Linked DNA regions of Mus musculus: region 2 is linked to region 1. The links are chromatin contacts, called in public promoter capture Hi-C maps. All regions are on one chromosome and are shown on one strand. Each heading gives the region's core, a stretch centred on a gene start, on an enhancer-like site or on the middle of the called end of the contact. The rest is flanking DNA. Distances are from core to core; before and after follow the strand shown. Region 1 holds the start of B4galnt4 (beta-1,4-N-acetyl-galactosaminyl transferase 4). Region 2 holds the start of Irf7 (interferon regulatory factor 7).

Region 1 (5,909 bases), core at 152-2,651:
TACATGGTTTGGGATGACCCATAGACTTTCTTGAGGGCTGGGATCTGTCTCAGATCCTTGGCCCAGGATCTGCTGGAAGATGTCTGGAAACAGTTGTCCAGGCATAAGAAGAGGCAGAGGGCCTCTGCAGGCAGGAGACAGGTGCAGGGCTGAAAAGGGAGTTCTGGATCCATCAGGTGGACTGGACCAGAACATAGTGAGCCAGTGTCACTGCTCTGAGACTTTGAGAGGAGAGATACTTGCTCCCCTCCTCAGCTCACCAGCTTCCCTCACAAAGATGGGGCTGAGCTCTACGTGGCTTGGTTAGGCTTCTCCAGGCTCATTCCCTGGTCTTTCTCTACCTAGCTGTCATTGATGTTCACCCTGCTCTGGAGAGTTTTCCCCCAAGGTGTGGGTCCAATGGCCACCAACTCCAGAGGTTCTCCCCGGATTCTTACCCACAGGCCTAAGTTGCTTTGTACATCCTCTGACCACTCTTAAACGTGCAAACTACAGCAAGCATTTACTCAAGTTAGCATTGGTCCCTAGCACACAGACATCTCAGTTCACTCACAGGTGTACCCAGGGTTTCCAGCTGCTCTGGCCACTCTAGGCAGCTGGATCCCTCAACACCACCCTTACCTCCCCACCTTCCAGAAGATGAGGAAACCGAGGCCCTGCTAAGTAGGCAATGGCCTGACAAGCCTCTTAGCTGAGGGCACCGGTTCCCCCAAGGGCCCACCGTTAACTCCATCACCACCGGATCTAAGCCAGATTCCAGGGTCGGAAAAGGTAGGGATGAGCCCCGAGGGTCCCTGGCGTTACTGCTGACGTCACTGGGCGTCCCGCCGAACAGAACCGCGACCCCTCCCCCAATATAGCTGAGCTGGGAGGAGCAGGACAGCAGGGGCTCTGGGCAGTCAGACCCCCAGGCCTTGGGAGGTCCGGGCCCTCTCGCTACGCGCCATCGCGTACCTCGCCCGTAGCCCAGCCGCTGGCGTAGCGCGCGGCCCGGGCGCACCAGGCTCCGGTGCACATACGTGAGCCACGCGGCGCAGGTGAGCAGCAGCAACAGCAGCAGCAGCTTCATCTGCTTGCGGACCTTCTTCACCGGGAACCACGGCATCGCGGCGCCACAATCAGGGGCGTCGCTGCGGCCCCCCGGCCCCGCCTGCCCCGCCCCACATCCCCCGGCCCACCCTGCTGCGCTTAGCGCCTGCAGCACCGCATGGTCCTTTGTCCGCTGCGGGGACTACGGGATTCGGCCACTACTCCCGGGCTGCTCAGGCCGCGGTCGGGGTGGGCGGCGGGAGCGGCTCCTTGAGGCGCTCCCCCGCCCGCCCCTCCCGGCTGCTCACGCTCCTCTGGACGCCGCGGGACCGAGCAGCATCCACGCTGCGGTGCTACCCAGCGTGAAACGGGACCGATGGTCGCGGTGCCCGAGCCAATCGGCCGCGGCCAGCCCGCGTACAACCAATCCGTGATGCTCGGAGGCGGGGTGGCGCGTTAGGGTGTGCCAATGATCCACACGACGCGCGCATTCACCTGGTGTTCGCCGGCCGCGCGCCCGGGGATGCGGGGGTTGTGGGGACCGAATCTGCGGTGAGGGACACCAGGGACGTCGGGGAGAGGGATGTAAGAGGTCGTTGTTACTGTGGAGGCCATGGCAGGGACGAGGGGTGCTGCGGGAATCCGGCTGCGTGTCTGGGAAAACGCTGGGAATAATGAGCACGCAGAGAAGGAGCTCAGCCTTCCTCTCAGTCGGACTAAAACGAGGCTGGGATGTTCTCGGCTAGCTGTAAGGAAGGACAGGTGGGTGGAGGGTGGTTCTATCCAGATAGCTTCAGTTGTGCACTCCATTCGCTTTCTAGCTGGTGCATCCCAGCCCTCCTGACTACCACCTCTCTCCCACCTTACCACCAGCCGCTTCTCTTTGAGGTTCCAGCCTAATGACCAGGGTACTTCAGTTGGTGTAGCAGAAGCTGCTGTGAGCCTGCAGAGCTCGTGGGTTAGGAATGGGGACTGGACATTTAAATAGTCTCCCTTCCTCCGTGATGCCATGGCCTTAAGTAGAAAGAAGCCATTGGAAGGAGATGGAATCTCTTAGAGACCTTCGCACCCTGGGTGGGTGTGCCCCAGTGGAGATGACTGGGCAACTTCCAGTGTCTGTTCTAAGGGGTGGCCTCCAGCTCAGTAGGCAAGGGAGCCTTCCCATACCACATGCACCACTGTGCTGTTTGCAAGGTGGCTTTGCTGGTTTTGTTTAGTTTGTGTTGTTTTGAGACAGTGTCTCACTGTGTAGCCTTAGTTGGCCTGGAGCTCTTAGACCGCTGCTTGCCTCTGCCTCCTGAGTGCTGGGATTCAAGGCATGTGTCACCACACCTGGCTTGCCTTTGTTTTTAACATTACCCCACCATCACTATGTATCCTTGGGACATAAAATCAAATTGGCCACATTTCTTTCTTTAAAAAAAAAACTTTTTAATTGTTTCTGTCGGGTTTTTTTGTTTTGTTTTGTTTTGTTTTAACTTTCTTCCAGGCATCAGCTGCTGTTCTCATCAGCTGGTTTCCTGTCCTGACTTTGTTTCTGATGCCTGCACTTGTTTATATCCTGAACATTGTCTCAGCACACACCAGCTTGTTGTAGCTACTTTTTCATCTTCCTAGTCATCCAGCTAAAAGACATCTTTACAACAGGAAGACTTGAGGGAGCAATAGAGAAGAACAAGAAGAAGAAAAGAGAGGGTCTCTGCTGTCTTATGTTTACTGGACAGAGGCAGAAAACAAATAATGTTTGTTGTTGTTCTGATTTGTTTTTGTTTTGTTTTGTTTTGGTTTGGTTTTGGTTTTTGAGGCAGGGTTTCTCTGTGTAGCCCTGGCGGTCCTGGAACTCACTCTGTAGACCAGGCTGGCCTTGAACTCAGAAATCCACCTGCCTCTGCCTCCCAAGTGCTGGGATTAAAGGCATGAGCCACCACTGCCCGACAAATAGCATTTTTTGTTTTGTTTTGTTTTGTTTTGTTTTGTTTTGTTTTGTTTAAGAAAGCAAATGTTGGGAAGCAAGCAAAGCGTTTGGGCAGAGAAGTGCACTAGCAGGGAAGAGTTCAGGGCCCTGTAGGCGACCCAAGCCCAAGACTCTCCTCTCTTCATCTAGAGTCGGTAAAGCAAGTAGGGTAAGGCAGAACAACTGAGGAGTCAGCAAACCGTGATCAGCTAGACAGCGGTTCCCCTTGCTAACACATCTGGCCGAGACCACATCTCACCCCAACCACAGAAGGAAATGTTTCAGTCTAACCAAGCAGACAGCACGACAACAGGATCTATTGATGAACGTATGCACTTCAAACAAACAAAAACCCAACTGTATTTGTCTTTTTTTTTTTTTTTTTTTACAGATTTTAATTCATTGTTTTATGTATATGGATGTCTTGTCTGCATGCGTGTCTGGTCTACCACCTGTGTGCCCAGTGCCTACAGAGGCCAGAAAATGGTGTTGCATCTCCTGGAACTGCTTTTAAACCGCCGTGCTGGTGCTGGGAACTCAACCTGAGTCATCTGCAGCGCTTTTAACTGCTGAGTCATCTCTTTGCCTCCTGCAACTATGTTTAACCAAAGCAGAGCCATGGTTAAACTCTCTAACCAAAACAGGCTGCATCTCCCGAGAAACCGGGTCAGAATTTCACATTCACCTTTGGAGGCTAGTCATTCTTGCAGCTGAGTCACACTCCTTGAACATGTTCAAGAGCTAAATGATGAGAACATAGAAACATTAGCCAATGCAATTCTGGGTTGTGTTAGATGGGAGGGAAGCAGGGGAAGGAAAAAGGAGGCAAAGGAATTGATTATCGGAGGGGAAGGGAAAGCACTTGCCATTCAGTCATGGAGTTGTAATGGCATTGGTGACTACCTTTCTTTTTTCAATATTTATTTTTATTTTATGTGCATTGATGTTTTGCCTGAATGTATGTCTGTGTGAGGGTGTTGGATCTTGGTGTTACAGATAGTTGCGAGCGGCCATGTGGGTGCTGGGAGTTGAACCCAGGTCCTCTGGAAGAGCAGTCAGTGCTCTTAAGTGTTGAGCCATCTCTTTAGCCCCAACATCTACCCTTTTGATGGGACATTCTAATATCTTTGGACTCAGAAAAGGCTGAGGTTCTTTGACTGGTGTGGGGAAAGCCTAAGCCTGGATTCCTAAAAAAACAGTCTATGGTATTAGCAGTTTTGTTTGTACAAGATGGATCTGAATTCTTGTAGTTGTTTTCCATGGAACTTAGAGGCGCTAAGAAACACCCTCAAGGAATCTCTGCCTTTCTGAGTCACTACACCATAGCCTTGATCTCTCCTTGAGGGGACTAGCATCCTGAGCAGCACAGAGACCATTCTCTCTGTAGATCTCCTGCTATAACAGCCTTTTATATGATGTGTCCCCTGGTAGAACCTTCTCGTATTTGTCTAGGACTGAAGGTGCTCGCTCCAAGGACCAGGTTCTTGTAGCTGTGTCCCCATGAGAGTCTTGGATGAACCAGGATGCATTGGTTGGTCCCTTGGGATCTGAGATCACTAAACCAGTAGAGCCCAAAATTGTAGGGACATGAAACAAAATTATGCTATTTCCTCTCCTGACCCCTGGACTCCTGGATGCTGTCCATGGAGAGAGGCTGTAGGGTGGCACTGGTCCAGAGCATCAAGCATATTGTGGGTACATCCCAGCCTCACAGTGTGGCCACTCTGCTGGCCCCAAAACAGCTTTTAGGAGCCATTTTCCTGTTCAATGGGAACATGGCCAGAGAGTGAGTTCACTGGAGAGACTTATGCTGTGTGGAATAGATCCTCTGCTGAGTCCATAAACTGCCATTTAGGCAGTGGCATCTAGGATGCCAGGGAAAGTATTCACGACCAGAGTTAGCAACAATTCTAGCTCTGCCCCTTCAGGGTGGCAGGGGTCGCTGCCATCCTCTGCTGCTGGCAGCTCGGCGCTCAGCAGTAGCCATAACTGAACAAGCCCCTGTGACTGGAACCCAGGTTCTGATGTCTATTAGTTTGCTCTTCTGTTCCTGCGATAAAACATTCTGACAGAAAGCAACTTGGGGAGGGAAGGGTTTATTTCAGTTTACAGACGACAGTCTGTCATTGAGGAAAGCCAGGGCGTGCACTCAAGCAGGCATCTAGAAGCAGGAACTGAAACAGAGACCATGGAAGGAACACTGACTGCTTCCTGGCTTACTTAACATACTTTTCTTATACAGAAAAGGCCTTCCTTGCCTAAGGATAGCACCGCCCACAGTGGGCTGGACCTTCCTGCATCAATTAGCAATTAAGAAAGTATCCTGTGGACGGGTTCACAAACCAGTTCTTCGGTTGAGGTTCCCTCTTCCCAGGTGACTCCAGTTTGTGGCAAGTTGACAGAAATTAACCAGCACTTGAGGTCGAGTCTAACGTGTATTCATGTTGCTACATCACATGGTTTCTTTTCCTCCTGCTTGGGGAAAGGTGATAATGCCATAGATGGGCTTTCCTACTCACTCGGTTCTTAGGGCTTCTTTGGCTGTGGGTGTGGTTGGCTCAATATTCACAAGAGACAGATTCTTTGTACCCTGTGCATCTAAATGTTACCAAGCCATCCAGATTCTACCTTTGCTCCTTGTAGTTTACCAGGCTACCCAGCTGTCCCGTCTGTCCCTGTCTGTGAACCAGACCAGGCCCATGCCTCTTATCTTGACGCTGCCATGTAAAACAAGCCACCAGTCACGCTCCAAACTGTTCTGCTCACTCGGAGATCTTGCTGCCATCGTGGTCATGTGGGCCTTGTAGGGACTATAGTGCCGTAGCTGTCCATCTTCAGGTGACATCCCTGTAACGTGCAAAACCACCCGAAACCGGGACTCAGCCTTTTCTTTCTCTGTCAGCTGTCCACAGGGAGCTCCCCACAA
Region 2 (6,284 bases), core at 702-3,201, 210 kb before region 1:
AGGGCATTAGATCCCATTACAGGTGGTTGTGAGCCACCATGTGGTTGCTGGGAATTGAACTCAGGACCTCTGGTGAAGCAGTCAGTGCTCTTGACCACTGAGCCATCTCTCCAGCCCTGAATACTTTTAAATATCCAGTTTTATGCATTTATACATACAATGTATCTTTTGACTTTCATTTCGGCTGGTGATTTCCATGCCCCAGTCTCCCTTGTCATTTTCTTTCCCCCTTGTTGGAAGCCTTCTTAACAAGTCCCCTTCCTCCTTTTCCGTCTTCTCAGTATCCCTCTGAGTTTAACTAGTTTCTATTTAAATGTTTTGTTTGGTTTTGGTGTTTTTAAATTTTTACTTTTATGTGTATCAGTGTATGATCTACATGCATGTCTATGTGACAGTGTCAAATTTTGGAGTTACAGTTGTGAGCTGCCATGTGGGTGCTGGATTTGAACCCCTGTTGTCTAGGAAGAGCAGTTCGTGCCCCTAACCACTAAGCTATTTCTTAGTTCTAGCTTCTTGACCCAGCTGGAACAAGGACAATTTAATCACTGAATAAAGGACACCCCCTTCCCTAAAGGTCTACCCACTGCAATAAGAAGCTTCTTTGGCCAGGTATGGTGGGTGGCGCACGCCTTTAACCCCAGCACTTGGGAGGCAGAGGCACGTGGATTTCTGAGTTTGAGGCCAGCCTGGTCTACAGAGTGAGTTCCAGGACAGCCAGGGCTACACAGAGAAACCCTGTCTCAAAAAACAAAAACAAAACAAAACAAAACAAAAGATTCTCTGAAGAAGGATGGACACAACCCTTGACTGTGGAGATATATTATATATATTTAGTTGTGTGCCAGAAGAGGGCATCAGGTCCCATTAAAAATGGTTGTGAGCCACCGTATGGTTGCTGGGAATTGAACTGAGGACTTCTGGAAGAGCAGCCAGGGCTCTTAACTATTGAGCTGCCTCTTCAGCTTCCAGGGTCTTACTCTATAACACAGGTTGGCCTCAATCCTTCTGCTTCAACCTCTGTCCAGATGGTATATTCTTCCCAGATGGTATACTTTTGTTGTTGTTGTTGTTGTTTTTTGTTTGTTTGTTTTTTGAGACAGGGTTTCTCTGTGTAGCCCTGGCTGTCCTGGAATTCACTTTGTAGACCAGGCTGGCCTCGAACTCAGAAATCTGCCTGCCTCTGCCTCCCAAGTGCTGGGATTAAAGGCGTGCACCACCATGCCCAGTTTACTTTTTTTTTCAGATTTATTTATTTATTATATGTAAGTACACTGTAGCTGTCTTCAGACACACCAGAAGAAGGAGTCAGATCTTGTTACGGATGGTTGTGAGCCACCTTGTGGTTGCTGGGATTTGAACTCAGGACCTTCAGAAGTGCAGTCGTGCTCTGACCTGCTGAGCCATCTCACCAGCCCCCAGATGGTATATTCTTATCTGTACCATTCTCAGTGTTAAGCCAAATTGTACCATAGTCTCTCTTTAGACTCCACTTTCTAAGATTTTTTTCAGCCAGCTAAACAAAACAAATAAACAAACAAAACCTACTGACTGTTGTGGGTATCCCTGCCTTGTCCCAATGTGCTTTCCTGAAGAGGTCCTGGGGAAAGACCTTTCCCACACTTCCACCAGGGGCTGAGCCTGGCAGATAGACCTCCACCTACTTACTATTCTTACTGTCCTCCAAGACATGGCTGTTCTGTCCAAAGCAGGGTCAGCCTCTCTCATTGAATCTACAAAGAGCCTGGAAGACTGAATCTGAGAGAGTGATCAGTGAAGGGCAGTGAAGAGAAGCTGGGGGGTGGGGGGGGAACAGGAGGGAAGGATTTGCAATTGAGTGCTACAAACTAGTGACACCCTAGTGACGTCTGGAGCCCTTAAGCCACACCCTGCCTGGGCTCTGCCCCGCCTCTGCCCGAAGTACTATAAAAGCACTGGCACCCTCCTTTTCACTGAGATAAAACCCGTCCCGGCGGCTCCGGTACCAGGTATGTGGGACTCTTGGGCCACTCGGGGAGGGAGGTGAGCTAGTGCCACAGGGGAAATTCTTGTCCCCTCTACAGAGTAGTGAGTGATCAGTGAAGGGCAGTGAAGAGAAGCTCGGGGGAAACAGGAGGGCAGACGTCCCGGCAGGATTTGCAATTGGGTCTGCAGGGATTGGGATCTGAGTAAGGGTCGGGTGTAGTTTGAGGACTGCACTGGTAGGCATGGAGACAGTGGAGACAGCGGGAAGCCAGCAGCTACCGGGCGCTGTTTAGACTGTTTAGGTTTCATTTTCCTGAGATGCAGTTTCGTTTTACTCGTCTGGGCCCGCCCCTTTTGTGTCTTCGCAGGGTCCAGCCTGTGACAGCCCATCCAGGCTCGGACGCTGGATTAACACCTGTGACATCACGTGTGCGCTCCCGCTACATCTGTAGTCACATCTACAGCCACCTTGGCAGAGGAATCTACACTGAGTTCTGAACCTAGGTGACCACAAGTTCTCAAACCTCATCTGTGACCCTCAACACCCTAATACCTGGGTCACACTTGTGAAACTGAAATTCCTACCTGTTACCAACACTTGTAACGTTTAAAACACATTTGTGAAACTTGGTCACACTATCTGTGGCTACAACCTAAAACCATAGAGGCACCCAAGGGGCCTTATTTGCAATAGCTGACTGCTCCAGTGACTACAAGGCATCACAGAGTAGTAGCATCTACTTTGATTCTCCCAGACTGCCTGTGTAGACGGAGCAATGGCTGAAGTGAGGTGAGAACATGTCTACCCTGGTTGTATTGGGTCCTGTGTCCCTTACATTAGCCCTAACCCCAGCGTGGCTGCTCTGCCTGCAGGGGGGTCCAGCGAGTGCTGTTTGGAGACTGGCTATTGGGGGAGGTCAGCAGCGGCCAGTACGAGGGGCTGCAGTGGCTGAACGAGGCTCGCACAGTCTTCCGCGTACCCTGGAAGCATTTCGGTCGTAGGGATCTGGATGAAGAAGATGCACAGATCTTCAAGGTGGTACCCAGTCCTGCCCTCTTTATAATCTGCCAGAACTCCTGGGGGAATCCAGCCTCAACCCATGCTCTCTCCTCTCCTTCAGGCCTGGGCTGTGGCCCGAGGGAGGTGGCCACCTAGTGGAGTTAACCTGCCACCCCCAGAGGCTGAGGCTGCTGAGCGAAGAGAGCGAAGAGGCTGGAAGACCAACTTCCGCTGTGCACTCCACAGCACAGGGCGTTTTATCTTGCGCCAAGACAATTCAGGGGATCCAGTTGATCCGCATAAGGTGTACGAACTTAGCCGGGAGCTTGGATCTACTGGTGAGCAGTGCCACAAACAGGGATGGGCCAGGGAGGTACATGGCCTCTGTCATTTTGGTGGTTTCAATGGTTTGATTTGTGGTTTTTGAAACTAGTTGTAGATTCAGTTCCTCTCCTTCCAAAGTGTGTGTGTGTCGGGGTGGAGGGGGAGTGCACACTTCCTGCTAAGTCAGAGCCTTGGGCTGAGTGAGGTACCTGGTGGTTTGGGAACAGAGGGTATGAGAAATAGAGAACTTTTGGAACTGCTTGGGCATCGTAACCAAATCTCCCCTCCCCACTCCTCTCCCTCAGTGGGCCCAGCCACGGAAAATAGGGAAGAAGTGAGCCTCAGCAATGCTCTGCCCACACAGGTACATCTGGTCCATCCTTCCTAGGTGTGGGGGATCGGCAGGTGCCTACCACTATGCTGTCTATTACAGGGTGTGTCCCCAGGATCATTTCTGGCAAGAGAAAATGCTGGGCTCCAAACCCCAAGCCCTCTGCTTTCTAGTGATGCCGGGGACCTCTTGCTTCAGGTTCTGCAGTACAGCCACATACTGGAATCCGAGTCTGGGGCAGACCCCGTCCCACCACAGGCTCCTGGTGAGAGGCAGTTACTGTTACAGAGCTGGGGCTAAGCTAGAGAACACCCATCTGCCCAAGGCTGTATGAGAGGGAGGACAACAGAGTCCTTGCTGGGAGGAGGAAAGATAAGGATGTTAAAATGACAGGGGTGGGAAGCTGGGCTAAGATGGACAGGCAGCTCCAATTTGCCCTCAGGCCAGGAGCAAGACCGTGTTTACGAGGAACCCTATGCAGCATGGCAGGTGGAAGCTGTCCCCAGTCCCAGGCCTCAACAGCCAGCTCTCACCGGTGAGGATCTAGAGCGGAGGCGCTAGCACAGCTTTTCCTAGCCTCCCGGGCAGAATTCTGCCCTACTGCTCCTTCACACCTGCATCTCAGTAGGAGGTGAATGGGTCCTTGGCAGGGGGCATGGGACAAAATGCTCCACCCAAACCTACCACTCACAGCATGGTCTATACACAGAGCGCAGCCTTGGGTTCCTGGATGTGACCATCATGTACAAGGGCCGCACAGTGCTACAGGCAGTGGTGGGGCACCCCAGATGCGTGTTCCTGTACAGCCCCATGGCCCCAGCAGTAAGAACTTCAGAGCCCCAGCCGGTGATCTTTCCCAGTCCTGCTGAGCTCCCAGATCAGAAGCAGCTGCACTACACAGAGACGCTTCTCCAGCATGTGTCTCCCGGCCTTCAGCTGGAGCTTCGAGGACCGTCACTGTGGGCCCTGCGTATGGGCAAGTGCAAGGTGTACTGGGAGGTAGGCAGCCCTATGGGCACTACCGGCCCCTCCACCCCACCCCAGCTGCTGGAGCGCAACCGCCACACCCCCATCTTCGACTTCAGCACTTTCTTCCGAGGTCAGTAAGGTGTCTGGCTGGGGTGCTGTCCTCTGGGGCCTGGAGCCTTTCTTAACCTGCTCACCAGAGCTATCTCCTTAACAGAACTGGAGGAGTTTCGGGCTCGGAGGCGGCAAGGGTCACCACACTACACCATCTACCTGGGTTTTGGGCAAGACTTGTCAGCAGGGAGGCCCAAGGAGAAGACCCTGATCCTGGTGAAGGTAGAGCCTGGGTGGGCCAAGGGAAGGTGTGGGCTGCTAGGTAAGAAAGAGTCTTAACACATGTCCTTTCCACAGCTGGAGCCATGGGTATGCAAGGCATACCTGGAGGGCGTGCAGCGTGAGGGTGTGTCCTCCCTGGACAGCAGCAGTCTCGGCTTGTGCTTGTCTAGCACCAACAGTCTCTACGAAGACATCGAACACTTCCTCATGGACCTGGGTCAGTGGCCTTGACTCAGAATCCCAACTCCCAATAAATAGTTCAAAATCAGTGGAGCCCTGGGTCAGGTCTGCTCCTTGCTGTATAGTGTCTCTAGTGGACCTTGTAGAGTCCCTTGAAAGAAGGTGACCCCCAGTCCCTACACACCAGGCCTCCTTTGCAGCACTCACTTTCATAATCAAGAACTGGCTAGGCTAGCACAGCTCTTACTGGACACAAACACTCTAAGACAGGAATCGGGAACACCCCGATGCCAGGTGTACTTGGGAAGGTGGGGCCTGTGTGTGCCTAAACCTCTGAGACCCACAGCACTATGTCCTGTCTCCTGACAGGAGCACAAAGCAGCTAGAGGAAGAGAACTGCTAAGCAGGGACGGTCCTGAGCGACTGCTGACAGCTGGCTTTGTGGCAGATACAGACGCTTCCACTGAGCCGTCAGGCTTTCCGAAACCAAAAACCGCTTCACCTTCTAAGCATCAGTCCATAGAAAAGTTTCTAAACATAAGCCATTTTTGATAAATTAGAACACAATGGAAACAGTGTATCTATAATATACATATAAAAAAGTCCAGTTTTCAATTATAAGCAAGACAGGTGCAGACAGGTACCATGAGACCCTCAGAGGCAGGAGTGCTGGCGGCCCCATTTCTTTCCCGCTGGGGATGCCTCCCCAGAGAGTGGCTAGCCTCAGGTCTCAGCACCCTGAGTGGGTGGCTCCTCTCCACCTTCAGTCTTCTTGTGTCTGCGCATATGCCTGTATTTGTCCACATAGGCCTTCACCAGGTTGGCCACCTTTACAGGGTTGATTTCACCACTCTTGCTGTGGCAGATCTGGAGGAAGAACACATGATTTCTGAGTGCTCTCTCGACTTGTCACAAAGATCAACTCAACCAAGCTTCCTTGTCCTGACCATCTCAAGTAGTGCCCTTGATCTTGTTAAGGGGACTTGTATGCCCACCCTACACACACATCTGTAACCACACTTCACAGAGCTGCTGAGGTTTATCTTCCTGTGTCAGAGGTCAGAAGGAAGCTAAAACTTGTTCCTATAGAAAAATCTGCCCATCTCTCAGAGACTTAGTTCCTCCAAAGATCCAAAGAAATTGGGTGGATTGAGGACATCTGAAATTCCTCATCTATTATTTTAG

Evidence for each region. Capture Hi-C pulls out chosen DNA fragments and counts their contacts.
Region 2: a contact with region 1 is called in a promoter capture Hi-C map of liver. The contact joins the promoter of Irf7 here to the promoter of B4galnt4 in region 1. A contact is called at or near these places in 2 of 115 datasets of contacts at active chromatin or transcription factors (effector CD8 T cells and embryonic stem cells) and 3 of 9 other capture datasets (adipose tissue, liver and pancreatic islet).

What each region holds. Positions count from the first base shown.
Region 1 is chr7:141,056,470-141,062,378 of GRCm38.p6, reverse strand. B4galnt4 (beta-1,4-N-acetyl-galactosaminyl transferase 4) reads right to left here and starts at 1,401. Exons shown (of 20, transcript NM_177897.4): 1 at 955-1,401. The coding sequence starts at 1,105. It overlaps Gm39114 (a long non-coding RNA gene), which reads left to right and starts at 1,340. Exons shown (of 2, transcript XR_881000.2): 1 at 1,340-1,581; 2 at 3,375-3,927.
Region 2 is chr7:141,262,091-141,268,374 of GRCm38.p6, reverse strand. It overlaps Irf7 (interferon regulatory factor 7), which reads left to right and starts at 1,951. Exons shown (of 10, transcript NM_016850.3): 1 at 1,951-1,985; 2 at 2,331-2,752; 3 at 2,836-2,998; 4 at 3,084-3,300; 5 at 3,592-3,650; 6 at 3,720-3,882; 7 at 4,060-4,152; 8 at 4,327-4,716; 9 at 4,801-4,919; 10 at 4,995-5,192. The coding sequence starts at 2,739. The coding sequence ends at 5,150. It overlaps Phrf1 (PHD and ring finger domains 1), which reads right to left. Exons shown (of 18, transcript NM_001081118.1): 18 at 5,624-5,966. The coding sequence ends at 5,823.